Regions from separate parts of the Triticum aestivum genome. Here region 1 is linked to region 2. A link is a contact called in public Hi-C data. All regions are on one chromosome and are shown on one strand. Each heading gives the region's core, a stretch centred on a gene start, on an enhancer-like site or on the middle of the called end of the contact. The rest is flanking DNA. Distances are from core to core; before and after follow the strand shown.

What was found. Hi-C and Micro-C count contacts between places; a contact is called where the count stands out from the background.
Region 1: a Hi-C map of leaf shows a contact between it and region 2, with 4 times the contacts expected there. The contact joins the enhancer-like site here to the promoter of LOC123054276 in region 2. A contact is called at or near these places in 2 of 5 Hi-C or Micro-C datasets (both in leaf).

What each region holds. Positions count from the first base shown.
Region 1 is chr1A:433,276,164-433,279,343 of IWGSC CS RefSeq v2.1, forward strand. No RefSeq gene overlaps it. Among protein-coding and RNA genes, the nearest start is that of LOC123054304, 9.5 kb to the left of the region's middle. Within about 2 kb of position 1,263, at least 6 of the 8 cell types and tissues checked have an H3K27ac peak or open chromatin away from gene starts, as enhancers often do. A contact at or near this core is called in leaf, where this site is marked.
Region 2 is chr1A:432,466,339-432,469,622 of IWGSC CS RefSeq v2.1, forward strand. It overlaps LOC123054276 (sm-like protein LSM5), which reads right to left and starts at 1,325. Exons shown (of 4, transcript XM_044478009.1): 1 at 1,095-1,325; 2 at 798-921. The coding sequence starts at 1,131.

The DNA.
Region 1 (3,180 bases), core at 13-2,512, 810 kb after region 2:
TAGTTATACTAAATTAGGAACTACTTTTATCTTTTTAGAATATAAAATAAATTAGAGACTAAAAGAAAACAGAATAAGAAAATAAGTAAAAGAAAAAAAACAAAAAAAACCAACAAGCTCCTGTGCGGGTGGGCTCTATGTAGCTATAGTGTTTTGGCCCAGCCCACAAAGGCTTTTCCTCCCACCTCTGTACAGTGCTGCAGAGGAGGCCATGGTGCTGTGCACGCACGCACGCCGTCCACGCCGCCGATTGTGGCCGTGTCGATCATCTGTAACTACCTTGGAGTTGGATAGGAAGACCCCGCGACCCCCTGACGAAACCCTAACCCTCACTTTCCCCTCCCTCGCTCGCTCTCGTCCAAGTGGTCACCGCCCGTCCGCCGCTCGTCACGGTCGTCGTCGTCACCACAGCAACCGTGCTTCCCGACGCACGGGAACACGTCCAGGAGGACCGCCACCCTCTCATTCGTCCGTCCCGGGGGCCAACCCAAGCTAGGGAATCGCGTAACCTCGCCATCGCTTCTTCTTCCCGCCACGGTCGCCGCGCGTCCCCGCCATTGATCTCCACCACCGGGCCTCCCCGACCATCTTGAGCTCTCCTAAAACTTCCCGGTGAGCTCCTCCTCCATTCCCCCCTACTACCCCCCTTGATTTGTCGTCGTATCGTCGTCCCCGTGCTTCGGTCGCCATGGCCGCAACTCAATGTCCGCGTACGCGCTCCTGCTGCTCTTGCGTTGCTTCTGATGCTGTCACTGTTCTGCCTTGCTGCTTGCTGCCACTTCAGCCGCGCCCGCTTACATCACCTCGCGCGGCATCTGCCTATCCCCGCTGTGCCCGGCCTGCGCCTGCCTCTGCCGCTCCGTGCGTCGCTCGCCCCGCCGTACTTCCCCGCGCGCCACCTGCTCCTGACCGCGTCCCACCGCGCCGAGGCTGCGCTCACACCGCGCGCCCAGCCCGCGCGTGCGTGCGTGCACTCCCGCTGGTGCTGCACTGCTGTAGGCTGCTGGCACGACTGGCTTCAGCCGGCGGCGCCCTGTACGCACGCGCGTTCGAGCCAGCGTGAGGCCGCCGTTCGCTACCACATGGGCTCTGGCCCAAGTTAATTAGGGAGGCCTAATTAAGTTAGGCCTAAACCCCCTCTTGTTAGCTTAATTGATAGAACGTGTCTTCTCAAATTTTTTTTTGATAAAACGTGTGTGGGTCGACTAAAAAAAGATAAAACATGTGGGCCCCTCCAGTTAATCAACTATTTATTTAACTCTAAAAATGCCAAGTCAATGGCATATGGGCCCCGCTTTGACCCTGTTGACCAGTCAGGGTGACCCCCACCTGTCATACACTATGGCTAGAATAGCACTAGGTGACAAAACTAATTTCCGTTTTATTTTCGAATTAAAAGAATTCCAAAATACTATTAAAACTTAAAAAAATAATATAAAATGAACTGTAACTTGGATGAAAATACTTTATACATGAAAGTTGCTCAGAACGACGAGACAAATCCGGATACGCAGCCTGTTCGTCCTCCACACATCCCTAGCATAGCGAACATGCAACTTTCCCCCTCCGATTCATCTGTTCGAAAACACAAAACACCGGGAATACTTTCCTGGATGTTTTCCCCCTTCGCCGGTATCACCTATCCCCGCGTTAGATTACCCCTGTCACCGCGTATTGCCTTGTTATATTTTGTGTGATGCTTTGTTTGCTCCATATTTACTGTTTCTTCCCTCTCTTCTTCTTCGGTAGACCCCGAGCCCGGCCCTGATGCCACCGAGTACGACTACGTCACCGACGACCCTTCTTTCTAGGTAGAGCAACCAGGCAAGCCCCCCCCCCCCCCTTGATCACTAGATATCGCCTACTCTCCTCTATGCTGCTTGCATTAGAGTAGTGTAGCATGTTATTGCTCTCCGTTAATCCTATTCTGATGCATAGCCTGTCATTGTTGCTACAACTGTTGATACCTTACCTGCAATCCTAAATGCTTAGTATATGATGTGGGCATAGACACGTCTACAAATATTACACGACACAATTTTCAGGTAATTTCTATTGATCATTATATGTTATTATATTTTATTATCAGGGACAAAAATACTACACCATTTTATTTCTTGTGCAGAGTTTTTGAAGGCATCTACAACATAAATATGAAGATGTTGAAGATTGCATGGCCCATGCAAGTGCACACACACGCATCAGAAAGGAGCAAAGGTGCTTGGAGAGATGAGGGCCATCCATGTTGCATGCTACATGCACAAGTCTTTTAAAATACAAAAGAAGAGAAGAAGGATTAGACTTAATGGACCATAGAAGCTACGTGCACACCAGCCCATCTCATTGATTAAAGAAGGAATTAGTCCCAGAAGGCCTAATATCCGGTCAAACATATGGGCCGGCTCCTAGTGAACTTTTCCTTCGACGCATAGCAGTCCATGCTGGACACGTCGACGCGCAGCGCCACAGTTAGGCGGCGGCCGCGTATAATAAATACTTAGTATAGATTAGGGTTTAGACTCGGGTTTTGTTTACAGAAGTTTAGCTATGTTGCTACTTATTTGTCTACGCTCGTAGCGGCTAGTGCGACCGTCAAGACATTCTATCAGAACTCCATCTTGTGAGATTAATCTCATCTAGCATATTTGCAATTTTTGAGATTGCTTGGCTATTATTTTCTTGCATGTTCTTCGATTTGCTTGTAGGAAAAATCCTTCGTGGATAGGTCGATCGCGCCGTTGGCTCGGTCGATAACGCCGTGGAGTTGGTTCAGCGATTGCCGTGGATATTAGTCGTGTACGGTTCTCCCTGTACGGTTGGTAGCCGGATCGTGAGGGTCAAGTCCCATCCAAAATGTGGATAGGTCGATCGCGCTGTTGGCTCGGTCGATAACGCCGTGGAGTTGGTTCAGCAATTGCCGTGGATATCAGTCGTGTACGGTTCTTCCTGTATGGTTGGTAGCCGGATCGTGAGGGTCAAGTCCCATCCAAAATCGTAGTTATCTCGAAACTAGAGATAACTACGATTTTGGATGGGACTTGACCCTCACGATCCGGCTACCAACCATACAGGGAGAACCGTACACGATTGATATCCACGGCAATCGCTGAACCAACTCCACGGCGTTATCGACCGAGCCAACGGCACGATCGACCTATCCACGAAGGATTTTTCCTGCAA
Region 2 (3,284 bases), core at 75-2,574:
TTTATTTACTTCTGCAGCTGCAACACGAATTTGCAATACATGACATTATGCACCACCATCTCAGCATCTTTGATGAACTAATGTGAAATCAATGGAAGTTAAAAATTCACTGCATCATCCGTGGACTAGTATGACATGAACGGTAGAATTAGCACAACATCCGTGGAAAAGTACTTCCAGCATCTCTGAAAAGGAATATCAGTTTCCATTCTAAGTAGACAACTCCCTCCCAGCCTTCTAGTACACTTGTCTATATCCATTTTCATTCTATCAGCAATCATGATACACAATGTTAAATCAGAAAACAGATAGCTGTGTTGTGATCTTTGGAAGTCAAGCAAGTGTCAATGTGAGATACATATGCACCAGCTGCACGAATGCTCGTTTTATATCTACTACAGCAACCTTGTGTTGTACGCATCAAGTATCACTGATAGTGAGAGTTTCTAATCTACTCCGTATAAGACAAGACGAAACACACAAAGTCCAACGAGCCCAGGACCCATCAGATAGACTGATAGAAGATGCTCAGTTCGTTAATTGGCGTGAACTCCTGCGGTCATGCTAATCTGGTGCGAATTGTTAACATATTTTCGCTACGGTCAGATATGTGACGCTGTTACAACATATGTGTAAGTACAAAATTCAAGTCATAACTAGGTGAGCTCATCAGCATAATTAAAATATGCTGATAACTCACTCAAAATAAGACAGACTTCACCCAAGATTCCAGGTAAAACCTGATGCGCATCGATCTAAAGAAACTAGGGTTTAGGGTTTGGGTGGGCTGCACTTACTATTCAGTGACGTCCTCGAGGACCATGTTGACGTAGACGTCGAACCCGCAGAGGGTGCCGACGAGCTCCTTGTCTCCCTTCATGATCACCCAAATCTTAGATCCGATGCACCGGTCGATCAGCTCTGCCCGTCGCACCAGTTCGCACAAGCACGCGCGCGCGCGTGGAGACACGCGCACAGAAAAGAGGCAAAAGCCGTGAGTCAGGAGCTCGAACCCAGCAGATTAGGCGACGGAGCTAGCCAGCTAGGGGAATCGAAAGAAGCTTTGCGAGAAAAAGCGATGTTGTCCTGCGCACCTGAGGGGAGGAGCTGGGAGGGGTTGTTCTGAGACATGGCGCCGCCTCCGGTTGCCGGTGGCTGGGGAGCTCGAGGCCGGTGGGTGACGACGAGAAGGGCACGGCTGGAGCGCAGGCGGACGGAGAAGAACGGCGGCGGAGGCGGAGGGGATTGGGGCTTTTGCTTCTGCGCAGCGGTGGATAGTTCCGTGCTAACGGGCGAACTGCTCTCGAGTCTCGACGCCGGTTTCGGCCCATATCTAGGCCCAATAGAGAGTTTTCGGGTCAGCGTTCACCATTCTAAGGTAGGCTTCCCTTAAAAAAAAACATATTCTAAGGTAGGCCATGCGGCAGGGCCGTTCCTATTTGGCCTGTAGGCCGCTGTCTAGGACCTTCACTGAACCGGATTTTTTTCTGTTTTTTTCTTTGGCCACGCTACGCGTCGGCCGGCGGATTTTTCTAAAAGATTCGCCGCCTCGGCAACTGTTATTTGTACAGGTATCCAGCATCTAACACTGTTCTCATTATTGCAACAAGGGCATTGTTGCAGAAATACTTTGCAACAAAGGTTATGTTGCAGAATTTTTTTCCGACATAGTTGATGTTGCAGATTTTTTTTCATCACTGTTTTTGCAACATGGGTATTGTTGCGGCGGAAACCAAATCGCAACATAGACAATGTTGCAGAAATATTTGTTATTTTTTCGTCTTCATTTTTTCGCTTTTTTGTCTTCATTTTTTCACAACATAGGTGTTGTTGCGGAAGACAGTTTTGCAACACACATGATGTTGCGAAAAGACAGGTGCGAAGGATACATGTACACGTGTCACATAGAGGAGGCAGCGGATGGCTTGCGTGCGATCCGTCGGGTGAAGGAAAGAGTTTCCCTTTTTTCTTTGTCTTTTCTTATGATTCTTGTTTCTTTTATATTTCTGGATTTTTGCTTTTTCTTTTATGTTTTAATTTTTTTCATTTTTGTTTCTCCTTTTCTTTTTTCTAAGTTTGTCTTTTATTTATTTTCATTTTCCATTTTCCATTTTTGCAAACATTTTTTCCAAATTTATAAACTTTTTTTAGGTCGTGATCATTTTTATAATTGTGAACACATTTTATGAAACCGTGAACATATTTCAAATGTGCAAACATTTTTGAAATCACTAACATTTTTTATTTTTTGAACACTGCTTTTTGGAAATTGTGAACTTTTTTTGAAACATGTGATTTTTTTTTGAATCAGCGAGTATTTTTTGAATTGGTGAGCAGTTTTTCAATCAGCAAACAATTTTTGAATATATGAACATTTTTTGAATCGGCGAACATTTTGGAAATGATGAACAGTTTTTGAATTAGTGAACATTTTTGCATTGATGAACAGTTTTTAAAACTCATGAACATTTTTTTGAAATGATTAAACGTGAATCATTTAACATTTTTTGAATCGATCAAGTTTTATTGAAATTCATAACCATCTTCTATTTTTGTGAACATTTTTCAATACGTGATTTTTCTTCAAAAAATGAAAAAAAAATCCACGAACTTTTTATATTTTTTTAAATTTGGATATTGGTCGAAATCCCGAATTATTTTAAAGAACAAAAACTGAAATGGGAATCAAAGAAAAAGAGAAAACGACCTAAAAATACAAGGGCCCTCTCATGGGCCAGCCCAATAAGGAGCACCCGGCCGGCAGGTCCTTTCCCCCGGGTGAGTTGGCAGATAGCGAGCAATCGCATGCCCTCTTTGGGCGGGCCCACTGCTTGGTGGGGCTCCCTGTTTTCTTTTTTGTTTATCATTTTAGTTTTTTCTTTTTTTACTCTTTAAAAAATGTTTGGGATAAAAAACTGAATTTCAAAAAAGATTCATGAGTTTTAAAAATGTTCACTGATTTAAAAAATGTTCACTAGTTTGCAAAATGTTCCCCAGCGTACCGAGAAGAGTGCTATATTCTTTCATGAGGTTCGAAGAACTTCAACGAGAAACATCTGCGTTGCAGAGAAGAGAGAGATATGCTTCAAGAAGAAAACATACGGAGAAGATTATGTGTGGAAGTTGACCCCTTTAAAATATTGCTGGCGCAAAGTAATTTTCATTCGATGCGTCCGAAGAAGAATGATTGTAGTTGAGTAGATTGAAGACGAAGCAAAGACGTAATATTATTTTCGTAGTTCTTCTTTCTTTTATTTGAGTCATAGGACCACCACACTATTAAG